Regions from separate parts of the Triticum aestivum genome. Here region 1 is linked to region 2. The links are chromatin contacts, called in public Hi-C maps. All regions are on one chromosome and are shown on one strand. The core of a region is the stretch at or near the end of the contact, and the rest is flanking DNA. Distances in the headings are between cores, read along the strand shown.

Region 1 (3,649 bases), core at 143-2,642, 600 kb after region 2:
ATCAGATGTAAAGCAATGAAATTACCTATTTTCAATCACCAATTACTTACATGCCTTTTAATGGAATAAATGCTACTAACAGGCACAGATATATGATTGTCTTAAATGGTAACCAACATAACTGATTTCCCTCAGCTAATAAAAGGTGGGACTGGGAGGTAAAGGAATGAGATAAAAGACACTATCAGAGTTGTTGAGGATGAAAAGAACAAATTTCTGAATTATCACAGAAAGGATACCTGTCAACAGGGAATCCTCAAACACGGCTGAGAGTACTCTCCGCAGGTAAAGCGATGGAAGAACCAAGAATGCCACAAGAATAGTTGGACCAACAAACCATACTAATCTAGATGCTTCCTTGCCAGGATGTGGCACACTCTCCACACTTAACGTTTGAGAGCTGCCGCCATGAAATGAGATGAATCCCGGTTTTCCAGCACTCCTCTCAGTAAAATCGGAGCCCAAAGATGCAGAGGAATCTGCAGTATTACTCTTGGTATCTTCTAAGACTGGCGTGTCCGAGGTAAGTGAAGCAATTGGCTCCTGTTTGTCGCTAGCAGTGCAGGAAACAATTCGCTTAATATGTCCATCATGGTTGCCGGAGCTCCTTAGAACTTGTTCTGTTAACATGTGGTAAAATCAACGTAAACGGCTATGTGTATTCAATAAAGAGCTTTTCATAAAGTAAGGGGAAAAATTACCTTTTAGAGTGCCCAAGTACTGCATCCTACATCCATTTACCCTTTGAACTGCAAATGATCCTGCAAGCTGAGAGATAACCCTGTGTCAAACCAGACAATTCACCGCAATTTTCATGTTCATAGCATCCAGAATCGCAGAAGTATATGGAGCATAGAGTAGGTACATGTAAGTATGTAACTGTCAAAATTTAAGAGGTACTCGTATTTCAGTAAAAAGTCTACCAAAAAATGACTGAAACTCATTGGCACGTTGACATCGCACCCAATAGAGGGAATAAAATCATCCTTTTCGAATTATCCATACGGGGGACTAAAACTTCCACCAGTAACTAATTAAAACTCACCTAATCGCTAACCAAGCACGAAATAGGAGGTCATACAGATAGAGGAAAAATGCTCTAGGCGTTTGGGCACGAGGAGGAGGGGATTGCCTTGGGATAGGAGCAGGCTACGGAGCTGAGGCGGCAGCGAGGAGAGGCGGAGAAGGCCGAAGCAGACGGGGAGGCGGCCCTGGGGCGGAGCCGGAGGACGGTGGGGCCTGCCACGGCGGCCATGGTCCGTTGCGCTATCTGGCAGCAGCAAGGGGAAGAGGACGGTGGGACGGACGGACGGGCGCCCCGGCCGCTTGGCCCGGTGAGGTTTGTTTGGTGTGGTGGTCGTCAGACTGCCGCACGAGAACTGTGACGTCGGGGCCCAGATGTCAGATTTTTTTCTTTTTTTAGAAGAATTCAGTTTTTTTTATAGAGAAGTTTGTTTTTTAAAGAACATGCATATGCGGACGGGCCTAGTATGTACAGCTGGGCTGCAATTTCACGGGGAAAACACGGCCGGGAAACTCGAGCCGATCGCAGACGGCGGCGCTCCGCGCACGTCCGCGTGGGATGGGCCAGCCCATTGTATTTCCATGTGCGTTGTTATTGACGATCAATAAAATAGAGCGTATTTGGCCTAAAAGCACGATGTAAAAGGGAGTGTTGATGGGGCGATTTCAGTGGAGCAAAGGAAGAGCTTGGCGGCGGCAATTTTTCACTAAAAAATGGAGCTTTCTTGAGGGGCCTTCGTTCTGGTTATGGTCTTATGGACAGAGTGATGGATCGCTCATCTGTTGAAGCAATTGCATATAGGAAAGCTTTATGCCTTGCTCACGATCAAGGATTAAGCTCGCAGTCTATTGCTTCTGACTATTCTGGTGTTATTTGTAGCATCCAGAACGGGACGTTTGGGGTAATTGTGATGATCATTAGAGAACTTATAGAGATGAAGAATGCTATGGACGGTATTCTCTCCGTCTGAAATTATTTGTCGCTCAAACAGATGTATTTAACGCTGAAATACGTTTAGATACATCCATTTCAGCGACAACTAATTCCGGGCGAAGGTAGTATAGTTTTTAAGCATGACGGTAGATGATGCAATGTAGATGCCCATAATTTTGCTAGCAATTCATTGCAACTTGTTTCAAGTTGTCATGTTTGGCTTTTGCAGCCTTCGGGCTATGTACAAAAGATTACCAATGGTTAATAAAGTATTTTTGCAGAAAAAAGATACTAGTCGTTATTTTAATAAAACTTGCATTTTAAATTCATTAGTTAGAAATATTTTGTTTTTTCACTTTGTTCTTCAAATTTTGGCTGAGTATATTATTTCAATGAATTTTAAAAAATTAGCCAATTGAAAAAATGTTCATGAATCTAAAAATACCTTAAATTATAAAATGCTTGTGATTTTGAAAAAAAAATCACAATTTTTCTAAAAAAATCATAAATTTTCGCTAATTTCAAAATATGTTCACGAAATTGAAAAAAATTGTGAATTCAAAAAATATTCACGGCTTTCAAAGAAAAATCATGAATTTTATAAATGTTTGTGGATTTGAAACAAAAAATAGAAAGGGAGAAAATAATAGAAAAAATGAAAAAAAAACAGTGGAAAAAAGGAAAAGAAAAAAGGACCTTCTGAAACCTTGCCAAAACCAGGTGGAAGGTTCGAGAAGCTTCCTAAAACTAGTCGGGACCTCATTCGCTTCCTTCGCTATTTGTCTGACCAAATAGTGTCGTTTAGTGAGCATTTGTTTGGTGATATGTATTACTATACATATCATTGTCATTGATTCACTGAGTCCTCCTAGTCTATGCATGTCGTAGGAGAATCAAGTGCAAGTCCATCATAGAAGATCACAATAGTCGTGCAAGTCCTTGCTTATGGATGTTCGTCCAATGCCATCGATGACTATGTTCGCATTGAGGAAGATCTCATCCTCGAGTGTGTGAGACGATTCACCAAAGTTGCGATCAAGATCTATTGAATGGAAGCACTAGGTGAAGGAAATATGCCCTAGAGGCAATAATAAAGTTATTATTTATTTCCTTATATCATGATAAATGTTTATTATTCATGCTAGAATTGTATTAACCGGAAACTTGGTACATGTGTGAGTACATAGACAAACAGAGTGTCACTAATATGCCTCTACTTTGACTAGCTCGTTAATCAAAGATGGTTAAGTTTCCTAGCCATAGACATGTGTTGTCATTTGATGAACGGGATCACATCATTAGAGAATGATGTAATTGACTTGACCCATCCGTTAGCTTAGCACTATGATCGTTTAGTTTATTGCTATTGCTTTCTTCATGACTTATACATGTTCCTATGACTATGAGATTATGCAACTCCCGAATACCGGAGGAACACTTAGTGTGCTATCAAACGTCACAACGTAACTGGGTGATTATGAAGATGCTCTACAGGTGTCTCCAATGGTGTTTGTTGGTTTGGCATAGATCGAGATTAGGATTTGTCACGCCGTGTTTCGGAGAGGTATCTCTGGGCCCTCTCGGTAATGCACATCACTATAAGCCTTACAAGCAATGTGACTAATGAGTTAGTTGCGGGATGATGCATTACAGAATGAGTAAAGAGACTTGCCGGTAACGAGATTGAACTAG
Region 2 (3,544 bases), core at 739-3,238:
AGATTGACCACCAACATGCTTTTCAAAACTAGTTAGACCTATTTTCCAATGAGTGTAGCCATCTTTTGTGAAAACATCATTGCCAAATCTAATGCCTTGGGATGGTTTCTTGAAAAGGAAGCAATGAAAGCAAAATGCAGCCTCCTTATCCACACTATATTCCAACCAATCAAACTTGTCAAACCATGCACGTTGAAAGGATCTCCAAATTTTACCATCCTTTGTCTTCTTGAATTTATGCCCAATAGCTTTATTTCGCTTGTTCAACAAATAAGCTCTTCTCATACCACTTCTGATTTGAGGGGCATAATCTTCTATATGTATTCTAAGTCCTGGATCAGCAATAATTTGACTTGGATGAAATTCTAGTATAGGCATTCTTTGTTGGTTTGTACTCTCATCAAAAGTGGTGTCATTTCTCTCATTGCTTGGGGTTGAGGGATCAGTTCTCTCATTAGTTGAAGTAGGAACTATGGTCCTACAGTCATGGGAAGAGGATCTGGGTTCACATTCGCTGGGATCAGTGGACTGGCTGGGATAGGATCGGGTTCGACACAAGGAGTGCTTGAACTACTTGCAAAAAAACTGTTTATGCTCATATTTTTCTCTTCATTTCTACAAATCTGCAAATAATTTGCATAGGAATAGGACACTAAATTAATTAACATAACATGAACTAGTAAGTAGCAACTACAAATGTACATAAATTTTTGATTCAAATTACCCAGCCGGCCAACAGTGGGCACGCCTCAACAGCTGAACGCCCCCTGGCTCAACGCCTCAACTCCTTCAGGAGCAGTACACCTACGAATCCGAGGCTTGGCTGGCAACTAGCAGGAGGCCCGCCGACGGCCAGCTTGGGTGGCCGCGGCCAGTTGGCACCTTGGCTCGTCGAAGAGGCGCATGCGCCTAGCTGCTGGTGTAGTGCTCCGGGCTCCGGCAGTCCGCCGCCCCCGCCGGTTGCCTGGTCCGTTGCCGGCCGCCCCAACACCGATGAACGCTAGGTCCGGAGCCCTGGATGCGCGTGTGGAGTGTGCAGCTTGCGTGGAGCCTGGAGCCCTGGATGTGTGCTTCGTTGCTCTAGTGTGGCCGTGTGGGCTGCTCTGCTGTTGCCTGTTGCTGGGCACTTGGGCTGATGGGCTGAGTTGTGAAGAGTAGTATTGAAAAAATTCATTTTTTGGAGGATAGGCTAGAGCCCTATGAAGCCCACCTACTGGACTCGCCACTGGCCAACCAAGATTCAATCAACAACACATCTTCAAAGGTTGTGAATGTTGGACCTCTTGGCTTGACTACCTTCTTCTTTTTCGTGTGCGATGTTTGCCCGAATTCAAACAAAGGGGAATTGATAGCCCCCATGTCAAATTGCATAGGCTCGGCCAGTGGCGACGTCTTCCGTGAAGCCATCTTGGATGCCCATTCACTGGGAGGCCGGAACATACTCGGACGGAGTGGATCGCCGGAAATCCTGAAATAAATTCAGGAATAATGCGAGCACCAGGACTTGAACTCTGGTGAGCTGGGGATACCACTGTCCCTCTAACCATCCAATCACAGGTTGGTTCACAGGTAATTCCTCTTTTTTAGAACTATTTTCACGGTAATTCCCAACTTCCAGTATGGTAGCTTCCTAATACTCTATTATAGACACATGGCATCCTTTCTCTGGCGGGCTTAACTCCAAAAGTTCAGCATTCCAGAAGCAACCTCCAAGCAAAAATAGCTGCTACGACACCTCAATGTGTATGAGGCCATGATACTGTCGAGGACAAACTGCCAATCACCTCTCGGCGGTCGAAACCAAAAGCTGACCCTACCAACGTTCACTCCGATGAATCTCATTGTCCATCCTCATTTCTCACGCCCGACATTGGCTCATACCATCGGGACAAACTCTCCAAGCTTGCAGTGGCATGCCAATAAGAAGGCCAATGCTTTAGTATACACACGCATTGCATGGTTACAAAAAACATCATACTGGACTGGCAGCAATAGACAGTCGCTAGTGTCTGTGAGCACCATGGCGCAGCCGAACCACCGGTACGGCGGCCACCGGGACCTGGAAGCCGTGATAGACATGGACCAGCCGGAGATGCCGACGGCGAAAGGCGGCAGCCGGTTCAGCTTCACCGGCGGGCTGGAGTTCACCAGCCTGACGTACACGGTGGTCAAGAAGCAGCGGGGCGTCGGCGGGGAGTGGGAGAAGAAGGACGTGGACCTTCTGCACGAGATCACCGGGTACGCGCCCAAAGGCTGCGTCACCGCCGTGATGGGCCCCAGCGGCGCTGGCAAGTCGACATTCCTGGACGCGCTCGCCGGGCGCATCTCCAGCCTCGACGGCCGCGTGGCGCTCGACGGCGTCGAGATGAGCCCCAGTGTCATCAAGCGCTCGTCCGCCTACGTCATGCAGGACGACCGACTCTTCCCCATGCTCACCGTCTACGAGACGCTCTTGTTCGCCGCCGACTTCCGCCTCGGCTCCGCCGTTTCCCCCTCCGACAAGAAGCTCCGCGTCGACAACCTCATCGAGCAGCTCGGGCTCACGGTAATATCCCATTAATCAAAGACGCTAGATCATTCGTACGTGCGCACGGTGTGTATAACGTGTTAACAAAACATCTGTGCAGACATCAAGGAACACGTACATCGGGGACGAGGGCACGAGGGGCGTGTCCGGCGGAGAGCGCCGGCGCGTCTCGATCGGCGTGGACATCATCCACGGGCCGGCGCTGCTGTTCCTCGACGAGCCGACGTCGGGGCTCGACTCGACGAGCGCGCACAGCGTGATCGAGAAGGTGCACGACATCGCGTGCGCAGGGAGCACCGTGGTGCTGACCATCCACCAGCCGTCGTCGCGGATCCTGCAGCTACTCGACCACCTCATCATCCTGGCACGCGGGCAGCTCATGTACAGCGGCGGGCCCAAGGAGGTGACCGCGCACCTCGGCCGCATGGGCCGCAAGGTGCCCAAAGGGGAGAACTCCATCGAGCACCTCCTCGACGTCATCCAGGAGTACGACCAGTCCGAGTTCGGCGTCAACGCCCTCGCCGAGTTCTGCCTCACCGGTCTGAAGCCGCGCAAGCTCGCCGCCGAGGGGATCTCCACCGTGTCTAGCATCCCTCCGACACCGGTTGGGCCCGGGGGCGAGGACTTCGACCACAGCCTCAGGAGCCAGCACTCCAAGTCTCCATGGAGCGGCGCGCAGTTCACGCCGTCCCGGCGCCCCAGGAAAGATCAAAGCGGCAAGTCACAGAACCCTCCAAGGTACCCCAAAAACGTTCCTCATCGTGCTATGAACATAGCTTGTCTCCGGGAATCGGTCGCATGAACCGCATAGCTTGTCTCCGGGAATCCACAGGTACGGGCCGGAGATCGTGATGGGGACGCCGACGCCGCTGAGCAGCATCTCTGTGTACACGGTGAACGAGGCCGACTACCTGTCGCCGGCGCAGCGCGCGTCCGCCACGGGGGCGCCCGGCGTGGGCATCAACGCGCTGGGGCACCGCGGCAAGTTCGCCAACTCGTACGCGGCGGAGGTGTGGG

The links. A called contact is a pair of places that touch in the nucleus more often than the background predicts.
Region 1: a Hi-C map of leaf shows a contact between it and region 2, with 8 times the contacts expected there. The contact joins the promoter of LOC123078874 here to the promoter of LOC123074651 in region 2. A contact is called at or near these places in 3 of 5 Hi-C or Micro-C datasets (all in leaf).

The regions. Positions count from the first base shown.
Region 1 is chr3D:357,946,975-357,950,623 of IWGSC CS RefSeq v2.1, forward strand. LOC123078874 reads right to left here and starts at 1,393. Exons shown (of 5, transcript XM_044501514.1): 1 at 1,133-1,393; 2 at 702-768; 3 at 240-620. The coding sequence starts at 1,255.
Region 2 is chr3D:357,350,063-357,353,606 of IWGSC CS RefSeq v2.1, forward strand. LOC123074651 (ABC transporter G family member STR2) reads left to right here and starts at 1,989. Exons shown (of 4, transcript XM_044497436.1): 1 at 1,989-2,545; 2 at 2,628-3,265; 3 at 3,360-3,544. The coding sequence starts at 2,021.